Regions from separate parts of the Drosophila melanogaster genome. Here region 2 is linked to region 1. Evidence: chromatin contacts called from public Hi-C data. All regions are on one chromosome and are shown on one strand. The core of a region is the stretch at or near the end of the contact, and the rest is flanking DNA. Distances in the headings are between cores, read along the strand shown.

Region 1 (7,407 bases), core at 1,358-3,857:
GAATTCTCAAATTGTGAATTGGCCCAAAAAAATGTAATTTGAAAAAGTTTCTAAGGCAATTTGACCAACAAGTTTCACTTGACTCTAGAATTCTTTAATAATTTGTAGATCTATATTGGGTACTCTGTAAATAAACTATATGAAATGAGATTGAATATAGCCCTCCTCTTTAATTTTCCAGCTACTACATTTGCTCACAGCTTGACTTCTGATTATCTCATTTTGATTGGAATAATGCTTAAAAGTGCCTAAGTGGTCTGTAATGGATTTAAGCACACGCAGTTTCCCTCCATTAGAATTAAAATTTCATATACCAAACTAAGCCCATCGCGTGCCTTTTTCCTATAACCCAATGTCCTGTAGGGAAGATATGGCAACTATGGAAATCCTCTAACGCCTGATAATTATGTAGAATATTTCCTGCGATAATTGCTTGATTTGCACAATGTGTGTTGATGTTTTCATAATGGATGCTTTCGGGGCATAAATTACAAGTTGCAACGGGGAGGAAGGGAAGGACAGCTCTTTCTCTGGCTGGCATGTGGTGAACAAATGTGGCATACAGCTCAGAGTCGAGTGGCAGATTGATAAGAGCTGTAGAAGGGGAAGAGAGTCTCTGCAAGGGAGAGAATTAACACATTTGCGTTCGATCATGATGATAATGATGATGCTGGGGTGCTTACCATAACCCTAAGCTGGGATCAGGGTGGTTTTCTCCACCCCATCCATTCGGTATTTTCACTAGGGTGTGCCAAACAGTGGCAGCTGCCGTTGCGCAGTTATGGAAAACCCATTTCCCTCAACGCATGCGTCACACTAGATTTATGTTCGGATGCACTTTAATAATTTTCCACTCGCCATCGACAATTGTATCCTTTTTGTTTCCCGCATAGAGTGAAAAGTCCAGTTTGCTTTCGTTTTCAAGTGCATAAAGTACGAAACGCATTGATCCCGTCAACTTTTGAGCATTTGCAATTATTTCTGTTATAGGAATTTCCCAATAACAGATCATTATCAAGCTACCTTATGAGGGTGGACTGTCCTGCAATGTCAGCTGGCCAGTTGCGTTAAATGAGCCAGCTCCATTTCGATTTGTCCAGCATTTCCTGTTCATAAATTGGATCGGCTTCAAAGAGATTAGAGTCTTAGTGGGTAGCAATAACCTGGTAAACTAATGTGAAATGGGTCGGGTTTCAAACAATGTGCTATGCAAATATAGTGCTTGTTTAACATCACAAGTTATTCGTTCAAACCAAGCACAAAAATAATAATACAAACACCTATGTTTTACTCATGTTGACTTACTTAACTCACTTATAAGGGCTTAGTATCATCACAACCCACTTAAAATCAAACACTCCGCAAAATCTCCACTCAAAACCGATCCATTGCGAGCAGTTGAGTGCGACTAAGTCCATTTAATCAGCAATTAACTGCAGTCAACAAATCACAGTAAATCTGACCGAGTGATTTCAATTTTAATTGCCTTAACCCTTTAGCACTTAAACGAGAAGCCCTCGATGTGCAGAGAGATGTCTGAAAAGAAAAAATAGTGTTAAGACCTAAGCTTACTTAATGTGACCACTTTGAGCGGTGTCGACGTCAGCGAGAGTTGCCTACTCAACGGACATCTGGGAATACTCTATGTATCCAGTAGATATAAAACGGGTAAGAGGAGTGACAACGATAGGAGGACTATTCCGTAAGCGGCTTATGGCAATAAATTGTTCATGGCCCGCCAGCATTTTCTACTGCTTTCGTCTAAAAGTTTGAACAAAGTGGCCAACAAAATGCAGCGTTTTTGTCATTCTTCTTTCGGCCTTGGTATTTTGGTTTTTTTTTTTTTCGACAATTTACCACAATGATTAATCACCCAGAAGGAGGCGTATTCCCTTCCGTCCTGTTGGTAATATAATATTTGTCATAGTTCATAATTTAGATATTTTTATATCCAGAGGGGTGGAACAAAGCAAAGCAGAGCGCAAAAAAGAGAAATAATAAAATATTGCAGTCTGGTAAAAAACATCAACTGCATATGTTGCAACCGATTCAAGTGCAGTTGAGAGGGGTTTTATGTGTTTGGGGTTGGGAAGTTGGGGGTACCAGGATATCGAGGGGTTGAGTTTGTTTGCGCACACTTTGTGTACAGTTGAGGGGTGACCACGGTGATATATCCTGGTATATTTGCCCAGTCTCACTATCGATGTATAGAGGTTTTTTGTTTGCCTAGAGGGTTGATTCGATGCGGAACTCGATGTCGCACTCGCCATTGTGCAGGTCAAGTTAGTAGGTGTTTCCCGGCGAATTTGTGGTTGCATTGAACCTGGTTAACCAAAAGGATTGGTGTAGTAGTGATGTAATCAAGGAAGGGTGGCAAAGAGTGCACAGAAGGATAAGTTGATCGGAATTAAAAGGATGTCAAGATTTACTGTATAAATAAACAGACGCATTTGTTGTAGCTTATGGAATCTGCATTCTGTTTATTTTACGTTAACACACAATGCATATTCAGATTGGAATTTAACCTCTTGATAATTTTAGGGTTGCTTGACTTAAACTACTATTTTTTAAACAAGAGGCATTTATTCAAATGACAAAAAAAGAAAATTTCGATTCCCCAAATTTATTGCGTGTTCAAAACGCAGCAAAGGTGATTTTCTCACCTAGAATCGGGCAATCAGAGAAGTCATCCAGGATGCAGGTTTGCACGATAACAAGCCACACACAAAGCCAATCCCTTGGACAAAGAGGAAATTTGCTTGGCAAGGATAATAAGTGGATAATTTATTAGCCATCGACCAGCATTGAGTATCGAATGGATGCACGTTGAATGTTGGATGACAACTGCAAAACTGCAGCCAGATTGCCCAGATAGAGAAACGTATGCGAGGATGCGGGCTGTGCTGGAATGGGGAGATTTGCCTGGTATGGAATATAGGAGTACAGGATGCCAAACAAACGAACAAAGGACGAGTGTTTAGAGTAAACACAAAGGCGACCATAATACAATCATAATTGCATTTTTACAACAACCCAGGGAGAGTGTGTCGGATTTTATGCTCCCAACTTCGGTTATTGACAGTTCACACCAAGGACATGCTTTGAGTCCTAAGCACCCAAGTACAAAAACACACGAACCGAGGCGAAATTAAATTTTTATCTAATATAAACTCGCAGCAGGCACTCGTCCCTTTTGCGCTCTGTTGTTACTCAGTCCCTTTATTTTTTGCACAGCGATATGAGCGATATGGCTCAAGGACATTCCAGGAAATGACAAGGGACACACACACACACACAAACGCTGTCAGTTTTCACACCAATTCCCGGAGGATGCACAAAGTCCTGGCCAATGTCCTTCAGTGGAGCATTAATTTGACTTATCCCTGTGACGGCGGGCCACCAGCAAGGACACGCACTCGGTTGGAAAAGTGCAATTAATGTCGAACAATGGCGACTTTTGTCAGCGCTGGACACACACGCGAACGTCCAAGGATGCACAGACCATTAGCCACGATCCAGGACCCAAGGCCAAGGACCTTGTGCATAATTAGCCGGCACTCCGAATGGGTTGCCTGTCCTTCGGGCCAAGTCAAGGCCCAATTGCACAATGCCATCAGGACACACAGGGCGCAGCAACCTTGAGTCATAATTGAGGTCCTGCAGGATAATAAATGTTTTTTGCTCAACCACGCGCCGCGCATGCGCAGTATCGAGCCCAAAGGCGAATGCAAGGCGTGCGCTGATAATAAACACATTTAACTTATCCTCAAGGTTAGCTGAAGGTCTTAGCTGGTTCCTGTATATTCTTAATTACAGCCCATAAAGTACAAATTGAGTCGTAAAGCAAAGTCCAAAGGACAGAACCTGCAGAGTTCTGGGATCCATTAAGAAATATCTCTCAGATAAATATATTCATTGAGTGACATTCGAAGGTCGTACTAAATAGATAATCCCATTCTTAAAAGTGAGTTGTTTTATTGTGGTAATAATATATCAGCCCACGTGCTTGGTAAATCGTTTAAAGTTTCTACGAAAATTGAGTACAAAAGGTTATAGTATAGTAGTAAAGGACTGGAAATATAGAAAAGTTTTCACACGGCTATATTTCCACATAAGTGGAGTATAAACGCATACCCTTTTACCCCTAATTCTACTCTGAGGTAAGCTCATTTCAATTAATACGAATGCAAACCTTAGAACTTACATAAGCTCATTTAAATTCAATGCTCATTCCTTCTGATGGATGTCATGGAGTTCTTCCGTCAATTACCATGCCATCGAACAAAGTCCCATGTCGTGAAGTGCATCTTTGTCCTTGCGATTCGCCCACGGAATCACTTGGGAGACCGATCTTGAGCCGCGGTCTTGAGTCGCAAAGTGCACTTATGTCAATGCCGCATTAAATAACTAAATCAAGCTCAAACATGGACATCGCCTTGAGATTATCCCACAAAGATGCAGTGGGCAGAGTGGAGTGGAGTGGAGTGGGGTAGTCGGCATACCCTGTAGGGCGACAAACATCGAAGGCTGAATGTTGCGGCGACCCAAAGTGGATGCCAAATAACCATAATGGTGTTTATCCACAAGTTCATTTCGCTGTTTAAACATGCCTCCGAATTCAGCCCCGACACAATAAACAAGCCAACTGGATGCGAGATGCCATCGGCTGCGGCGCCCCAAACATTTCGGTGTGTGTTTTTTATTCCATTTGAGCCTGGTCCCTCTGGGGCATAGACTTCTGGCTTCGATGGATAGATGGATGGATGGATGGACGACTGGGATGCGATGGGATGAAACGGTATGGGTCGGGATGGGGGGGCAGATGGGGTAGCAGATTGGACCACTTGAAACCAAACGCGGTAGCCACTCACGAGCATCGAGCATCGAAGTGCATTGCGCTGTTATTTTAACGATTATGCTGATGAGCAGCGATGGCCAGCGATGGCGACGCGGGCGATGATCCATCAGAGTTCTGGACATGGAAATGCAATTTGTGTAATTTATGCCGATGCTCGGCGAACGCAACCAGATACTCAATTTTGTGTGTGTGCCTCCGATTAGCCAGGCGATCCGCCAGATACAAAATGTTCGTTCGGCTATCGGAGATGCAGAGCCTAAGCCACTTGTCTGCTTCGTTCGGACTCCACCTGAATGCGATCCCCGCTTTTGATTTATGATTTCAACAACACAGAAATTAAAAGCCTTTCGGGTTTAGCGTTTTGGGTTGCTGTCTGGATAAATGCCTGACCTGCAGCAAATGTTGTCATCGGGAGAAATGGTACCGGCAATGCCAACATCAATTAATAAAATACCTTTAATTCCTCTTCTGTGAGAGTTCGTCCATCCAGAGGGCACATCAATCAGCTTATCATATCACTCGGGCTGAGTAGACAGTTTAAATGTCAATTAGAGGTAGAGCTAGTCTAGCTGCGGATCATTAAATATAAATTATGAGGGTCTTGAACTGGTCCGAAAAACTATAAGCCAGTAAGACGGTAGCTGGACGCCTGGAGGCTGAGACAACTTTTGTGAAAATCTCCGGGAGAATCAATCAGAATTATGGTAAATAGTCGGATGGATGGCTTACCTGCAGAGAAGTCTTAACTTTATGCATTATCAAACTCAATTCTCACACAGGAAAAAAATATTACAATCTGTACGTAACTGTATCGTTAAACTAAATTAAGTTAGGCGTCAGAAATATTGTATATTTCTTTCTGTGCAGTGACACGTAACTTGCAGTGGATTCTCCTCCCATCGAAGGGCGAAATTTACTATTTGGCAATATTTTGGCTTTATGAGTGCATCAAGGATATATGCAGGCAGGAGTAGGAGCAGAAGCGGGAAGGACGCGTCGCAACCTTCGACTGGGTTGTGTTGACTCGGCGACAAATCGTTGCCAACTCGAGCATCCTGACCAAAAAGCAAAGCAAATCAGAGCAGTAAAATCTCAACTGCAGCGAAGAGTGAGCGAGGGCAGGCAATAGCATTTCATTGACGTTAATAAATGACCGGAAGGACATTGTATGGGATGCCCTGGCGTGGCAATAAACAAACAAAAGCAGAAAAGAAGGACCAGCCAACTCGGTTCTCGGACCCCGGACCTGTTCGCCACTGTCCTGTCCAGTCGGCGAGTCCTGGATCCCTGCATTTTTGCACCAGGTCCTGTTGCATTTTTGGCCAGCCGGAAGTTTACTGCAGCGTCTGGCACCCTTTCCACCTCCACCCGATATGTTCTTCATTTTGCTTTTTGTTGCCTTTTGCCGCTGCTAAAATTTCATTTCACTGCGAATTTTTCACAGGATGAAAAGCAGCTGCTTTCCAGGATGCTGCTTAGGTGTGGGAACCGAAATCGTCTTTTCTTGGCTCGCAAAAATCAATCGCAGTTAGTCGGAAGTACTTGCGCACTTTGTGCTGAACATTTTACGCAATGATTAATTGCCATCCTTGTTAGTGCAAGGATACCATGGGAAGGAAATGGGTTTTTTCTTCTCGGTAGCTGGCAATCGGCAAAGGATCTGAAGGAGCCGTGGAGTTCAGTGTGAGAAGATTTTAAAGCAGCTTTAAATTAAATTTAATGTTGCCATGTAAGGAACACTTGAATACATTTATAAAAATTCTGGTTGCTGAAAAGCATTTAGGTGGCTGGTAAGAACATGACCATTACAATTTAAGAGAATATATACCTAAGATACTTTAAATGTTCGATATAAATATACTATATAGTAGATTAGTAGAAGTATAAATAATAATTTGTATTGAACATTTGAATGATATAATATTATAATGTGCAACGTGTAAAACTACTACTTATTTTGTAAAGTAATACTGCCATTAAATCTATAGACTGCAGATGTCGAACATAATATCACTATTCAAAACGCATAGTTAACCCAATAGCTTGTGGAGCATCATGCTGTATGACAATTTGTAGCTCGTAGCGTAAATTGTTGCCACAACCTACGCCACGCCAATCAAGTTTCAATCGAGTTGGCGAGGAAGCTCTATAAATTCCGGCTGGTCAATGTCAAGGCAGTTGGATACCAGGAAGGACGAGGAGACGGAGCAGCAGCAGTAGCACATCCTGTTAATGGCAACAAACTACGTAATAATAATTGTCAATTGCCAACACGTACGATGATTACACATGTTCCAAAACGGCCAGCTGCAGACTACAGACTTTGGACTCTGCTCTTGGCCGTTGGCTGCTGGAGAAGCCATTTAACGTAATATGGGTAATATGTGAGACAGGCCCCTTAGTAGCCTTAAGGCCAGGATAACACAGGGCATTACAGAGGCGACAGCGCCAGATCCAGAGACACATACAACGACAACGACACCGAATGCGAAAAGGAGAGGAGTTTCCCGCTCGCAATGCCCGGTAATCCCCAATTAAATTTTATTCTA
Region 2 (7,046 bases), core at 2,024-4,523, 110 kb before region 1:
TTGCACTTTTAGCCATGGCTCATAAATTCACGTAGATGCACTCAATCGAAGGGTGAGGGTCGACCTGAAAAATCATAGGAATACGGGGTGTTGAGGGTGGATATGTAGAGCGATTGCTCGCTTTCGACTTGGCCAAGTGAGAACAGGAGCCCTCTAAATAGGAACAAATCCCAGTTGCAGTTGCACACTGCACCACTGCAATTAGACGTGGAACCAAAAGACCCATAATGATTTAACTCGCTCGGGGATCTGTCCGGATATACATATGTATGTATACAGCCCAGTGAACCTCAGTTGGTCACGTGTCGTTCACAGGATATTACTTTTATCGGCCAGTGCTCGGCACACTCCCATGAAAATTGATAACACCCCGAACGAAACCCAAAACGATAACTGCCTCTGGTCTAATCGCAGTCGTGCGATCAGTCTTTGCCTTTGCTAGTGTCTCCGAAATTAATTTCCAGCAAATTCATTATGGCCAAGAAGCACATTAAAACGATAAGTAATTTCGCACAAAACGGTGTCAAGTCAACCAAACATGAAAAACCAGGAAATTGAAATACTTATTGTGTTCCTCTGGGGTTTGGCAACTGCTTGTAAAGCATGATAAAGGAACGGGTTGTGAACGGGAATGTTCTGAGAAATATTTTAAACCTGAATCTTTTAATGAAATCTAATAACTTGGGAAACATTTATTGTTTCTTAAAATTTGGGGTGGTGCCCTCAACCGTAAGATATAGGATAGGTTAAAACCTATTAAGTTCAGGGAGCATTGTCTGAAAAATGGGGGTAATATGATTAAAATAATACGTTTTTATAATAGAAATTCATTTTAAAATCAAATTTTTGAAATGGTAAATTTTCTTATATGTAGGTACGAATACTGGATTCTTTTCACTTTACTATTGAAAATGGTCTCACATAACTTTCAACTCTTTAGCAAGCCCTTGAAATTATGCACGCTTTTAAGAGAAGGCTCGCTGTTTACGAAACAAAGAGTCCCAATGGAAAATGGAAAACCCTGGGGGCAACGTCAACCCAAACCCATCCCAATCAACCCCCAACGCCAACCAATTACTGGGCAAAGCCTTGGGTTCCAAGGCAGACCTGTCTAGGCTGCGGTGCAGACATCATTTATCAACTAACCAAACAAATCAAAACGATGCCGCGCTGCCCGAAAACTAAAACCATGGCAAACACATGGAGCTATATAGTACTGGCAGTCTGGCAGAGAAGCAAATACAGAAGTGAAAAATGATTTGAAATGGATTACAAGCTGCTTTCATCATCAGCATCAGCATCATCAGGCAGCATCATCAGCAGCAGCCAGGGCAGAAATCTATTTACGCAAAACTTTCGTTGGCTGAATGCAAAAACTGTAACCGAAACGGAAGATCGGAATGGTTATACACTGGGGGAAAATAATAGGAAGTGCAACAGGATTTTAATGATTTTCCGCTACTTGCTTACTTATACAGCTTAATGATCCAGCTTAAATTCAATTTTAAAAATCTCCAGCTTACAAATACATCTTATTCAGGCTTTTAAGAAAGAACATTTAGCCGGTGTAATTACCTTATGAAATTAAAAGCTAATCCCTTTCTTCTGACAACATTACATGGTACATTTTTCTCCCTGTGCAATTGTGGCTCGACGTTTTCTGCACAATCACTTAACATCATTAAAATGAAGCGTAAATGAAAATTGCGTTCGCTCCAACCCCGAACCTCTGCTAATGTCGCTGGCATTTTGGAATTTTTCGTGCAAATATGAAAACGCAGCCACCGAAGGAACTTCTGGCGCATGAGGGGATCGGCGGAAAGGAGGGGGAGGTGGCAACATCATTCATCAAGGATTTAGTTAAACGACGTCGAGCGGAGAGCGTTTCCCAGCGACTGGGCTTTGGGTTCGGTTTGGAAACCCCGGCCGGGGACCATTCATCATCATTCGTCTGGGATTATGCTTTTTAAACATACGATTGCTGTCAACAGTGCCGTAGTGTTGGAGTCGTTCTCGTCATCGGGCACTCGTCTCCGGATTGTGGACCAAACTGGACTGGTCCTTGCTGAATGGGCTTCCAAATCGAACTGAAAATCGAATGGGATCCATTCAAGCGCGTCTGGTCGATTTAGGGGAACCTTGGTCCTGGCATTAGAACAAATCAACTGGGGACCATGGTCCACACACAGCAATGTCCCCAAAAAGGACCTCTCTTTTCATCCCCCATAAATCAATCATATTTGCGGGACACGAGCAGCTGAAGGGAATGGCGAGAGTCGCATAATTTATCAAAGAATTTTTACAAATATTTGTAAATAATTTCTGGCCAACGCAATCTGCTACATGACACCCAGGCAAACAATGGAATGGGTACGTTCCATTCGGGGATTAGCAACAGCCAGCAAACAACATACAAACAGGCAAACAAACAAGCAAAACAGGAACAGAAACATGTCTGTCATCCTGACAATTGGCTTTGGTTCACTGGCTGTTCCTCACCATTGACAGAATGTTGGATCCGATGGGCCGGAGGACACCCCAGATCCACATCCACACCCCCATTCCCACCCAGATGACCGGCTAAACAAACAGCCGTAGTTCGAGGAGAGTCCTGGTAGAAGGCTTGTCAAAATCAAAACACAAGTCGCAGACGACAGGGCTAACATCCTAAGCACGGTTGGGAATGGAGCTTTCGACCAGCTGGACAGCTGGTGACTCTTTCTGGCGGGGAATGGGGTTGGGATGAGCAAAGCTGGTCAGCAGGACAGATGTATACAGCTGGACAACTGGCAGGAAACTCACTCAATTTAATTGAAGCAACAGAAACGGTTTCACTATCAAGTCACTGCCAGAAATAAAATGAAGGAGAAATGTATTTCTTGCAAAGAATGTTCCAAGGTACTTTCCTTAATTTTCGAGCATTATTACAATTATTACAAGCTTAAAAATTAAATACATTTTTGTTTGGTTAAGACTGGAATATGCGCTTGAAATATATAACGATGTCTTTGGTTTTTTTACTTTTACATAAATTAATATCTTTGTACTAAAAAAAATGTTCTTAGTTTTACAGGTATGCCATAATCTATGTGATTCACCATGCACACAAATCTATGGGTTTTGCTCTCCGAAAAGGCATTTCCGCCGTTAAAGTAAATGTGAAATAAATAAAGCAAACGAATGTGTTTATTAAATTAACACACGCAGCTGGACAATTCCACTTCGCAGCTCCGAGTCACAATTATCATAACAATAATTCAAGATCTGAGTGCGAAGAAACTTAAGAGCAGTCCGATGTGGGGGCTTATTCATTGAAGTGCTGCCGAGGCCGGACAAGTTTTCCTGCGAAACAATAAAATCATTTTGAATTCCATGCATAAATTTGCGGACCCATTCAAGCTAATTATCGATTGAATAAAGTATAACGAAGGTGGCGAGAAAATCATGTTAAAGTCGTACATTTGCGAAACTCTTATCGAATTTTGCGAATGTAGCGGATCACTCGCTGACAGACTTATTGACAGAAAGTGTTCGATGAGTCAGGGCTTGTGTACCTTTATGCGGTTTCTTGGGCCAGGGAATCTGCTAATTGATTGATTGGACGAGCTGGTGAGTAACCCAAAAGTATGAAAGACATGGCCGCAAAACGAAAGCCAAGGCAGCAGAAAACCAGAACCAGCAAAGCTATAAGTGCCGCATGGCATTTTTAATTAGGCATGGACGGCTGGTCCTGGTCCAGAGAGCTCTTAAATAATTCAAAGCAAATTATGCGACAGTTCCCGCAAAGAGCCAAATAAAAAAAAAAAAAAAAACCAAATGAAAATGAAAATGTGCAGACCAAAAAACGTTTGGGTAAGCACTTAACCCTTTTTGCTTTCCCCACCAAAAATGTCTATAATTATTTGCACTGTGTAAGTCAAAGTTTGCAGACCGCTGGGAACCACTGAAGTAGCCACCCACCACCGCCCTTCATTTTTTACACCCTCCACACCCCTACATACAACCGTAAATAAAAAGCGTTGCAAAAGAAATGTCAATATTATATTTAAGACGTCGTTGGGTCTCCGGTTTTCCCCCACACAACCGTTTGCGAAAAATTCAAGAAGCAAAACACACAAATCAGTAGTAAAAAAGGTAAACGCATTTCTGCTCCTCGCCGAAGACAGGAAGACATACATAATATTATAATTGCCCAACCAAATGGAAATAAGTTCTGGCATCTTAAGTGCCATTGGTTCGCAGGAGCGACGACAACGTCGAGATCTCAAAAGGGTTAAGGGGAGTGGATCTGAATCCCGGAGAAAAAGTTAAGATTCGACATCTGACTCATCAGAGGGGCGGACCAAAAGCAGATGGATGTGAATATAAGAGAAAATTTAAGGTGCACTTAAGTTTAGGATTGGTAATTCAGAATTCAGAAAAAAAATTACCTCATTTGAGGATCTACATAAAAAAAAAACAAAATTAAATAAAGGTGGGAAGTTCCAGCCTTTGATTAGTGAATGCTATTGTAAGCCCTGAGAACCAATATTCAACATTCTTGGTTTAAAATAGTAAAATTTATTGATTCAATTTAATTTTATTTTAAATAATAGTAATAGTAGTTTTAACTGAACATGCACACCTGCCAAAAAAAATACTTCCATTAAAAACTTTTCATCATTTCATTGATCGACTATCAATTTCTCACCACTTTTTTAATTTTCATTCCATTTCGTTTTTGCAACTTTTTCGATTTCTTTCGGATTAGTTTTAGTACTCAGCTGGCTTGGCAACTTTTTAGTTACTTTAGAGTGATTTTATTTCTTCCGCCTACAGTGAGTCAATCCGATAGATGACTCATCCGGAATTCAAATGTTATCAAACTCTTATCCAGCGAATTTTTGGGGACAATGTAAGCGAATGGGGAAAGGAAAAGTGCTTGTCTCAAGCCAATTAAATTGTTTTCGCCATAAAAATGTGCAGCTACCGAGAAAAGACAGCGGTTGTGGTGGGGTAAAGTTCCCCGAGTATAACTAAAGGCAAAGCCTCACGATCCAAGAGCAGCGATAAAAAGTCTGGGCACTGAGGATGAAATTTTATCACACTGGGCAGCAGGACTCGAAGGACATCTCCCCCCAACCCCACATGACGTCGCACGTTTTGGGCATTCGTCTCGATTGCAGTTTAGTGCAATCAAAGAGGATTCATCAGCCCTCAACCCCCAACCCCCTGTATATCCAGCCCAACGAGAAATGTCCAGCGAAGCGTTTATAATACCAATCTGAGATGAGGAACCAGCACCAGGATAGCAACCAGGACCACCAAGCGCCCAGCGAGTCTTAAACCAAAGAAATTAGTGTAAAACTAAAATCCGATTTGGGAAAACAATGTGATCAAACAGGGTGGCCGGTTGGTAGTTGGTTGGTTTTGGTTTTCGGTTTTGGGTTGGGTTTTTGGTGGTGGCTGCTTGTTGGTCCTGTGGGAAACCCCCTGCTCACTTAGGGGTATATTCACTGCGTCATCGCAAGCTGGGATCTACAGGCAGAGAAAAAAGTGTGCGCTTTTATAAGCTAAGAATTGTAAACGAATCGTTGGATAAATAAACTTGTGCATTATACAATATGTTTGCAGCTAAACACAAACCATAAATTTTCATTTTTAAATAGGATGCACTTTTAATATACTCTACTGTTGGAATTATTTATTTTACTTCCGTACATTTTTCTCAGTGCCAACTGCTAGTTTTGCCTGGCTAATCTGCCTCTCATGGGTTTTCCACTGATTCGCTGGTGTTCTTATTCTATCCACTCGTCCTTTTTATCAATTGTTAAATATCTGATGGCCGCAGCAACATTTTTATGACAGAAGCATTCCATTGAATTAGGAATGAGCGCATATGCACGAGAGTTAAGTCTCGTTGACTGTCTGGTTCGATATCTCGCGGATTTGCGACTGGCAGAAATTAGTTTCTTACGCTTGAATTTGCCTTAACGCAAACTCGATGCGTCGCAAGTTCCCAGGGGATTTGAACATAATTCGATTAGAACGGGATTATGTTCCAAGGCAACTGGCTCTTCAAAAACTTATGAGTACGGGGTCCCATCCCATATCACATCCTGATGGGTGAGCTTGGTTTTGGTTTGGTTCGCCGGCACGCGTTTTGATGAATGATGTATCGAATTTTTGAGCTGCAAATGGATGCGGAAGCGAGTTCTCCGTGCGGAGGAAGTGCTGAAACAACAGCGTAAAGCTTTTAAATGGCCATATGGGGCCCCATGTAGATTAGACATGCCTCCGGGGAGGATTCGTCCATCAGGATGCAGGGTGATGCGAATGCCCACGGGTCGCCACACATGATGGGCACCGAGTGGCGCATGGTGACCTCTTAAGTGGATGACGCTGCTCCAATTTTGATTGAATATCAAGCGAGACAATGGCGTCTTGAGCTAAGAAAAGTATAAAAGGTTTCTATGAAAGGAGAGATTTATTGAAAGCCTTGCAAATTAAAGAGGGGATGACCATTTGATATTACAGAATCGTTTCAGTCAAACAGCACTTTATTTGGTTATTCTTCAAAAGACTTTACACACTGAAGATTTAACCTTAATCAAAAATGTATGGCTTATAGTTTAAATTGTTTTAAATTCTTTATTGTCTTGTTTTTAGTAATAATTACAATTTAAGGAAAGATAAGCTCGAATTTTTAGGCAATATTAAACTCAACCACCATCTAGGACCTCCCCTTTTAAGAGCTTTTCGTCGTGCCGATCATTTCGAACCCGTTTTTCATTTTCCCCCTTTGCCAAATACATTTCGCGCCAGTCGAGGAAAACCAAACCCTTTCCCCGCCCAAAAAAAAAAATACAGAAAAGTAATTCATGACCCCTGGACAAACAATAAAGGAGAAAAACCGAAGAAAAAGGTTAAATGACTTTGCCCAAAAACGGCATCCACCTTTCACCAGAAAGAATCGCAGCCAGACAAAGCGAAGCCTGACCCAAAACTGTCAAAGTGTTTGGCGAAAAAAAAAAATGAAGGGTAATTGTAAAAAAAAAAGGGGAAGG

The links. A called contact is a pair of places that touch in the nucleus more often than the background predicts.
Region 2: a contact with region 1 is called in a Hi-C map of the Kc167 cell line, with 3 times the contacts expected there. A contact is called at or near these places in 9 of 107 Hi-C or Micro-C datasets (the Clone 8 cell line, the Kc167 cell line, the S2 cell line and 4 more) and 2 of 7 datasets of targeted methods (both in the Kc167 cell line).

What each region holds. Positions count from the first base shown.
Region 1 is chr3L:13,077,852-13,085,258 of dm6, reverse strand. It overlaps lncRNA:CR43652 (long non-coding RNA:CR43652), which reads left to right and starts at 2,607. Exons shown (of 1, transcript NR_073928.1): 1 at 2,607-3,960.
Region 2 is chr3L:13,188,023-13,195,068 of dm6, reverse strand. No RefSeq gene overlaps it. Among named protein-coding and RNA genes, the nearest start is that of snky, 17 kb to the right of the region's middle.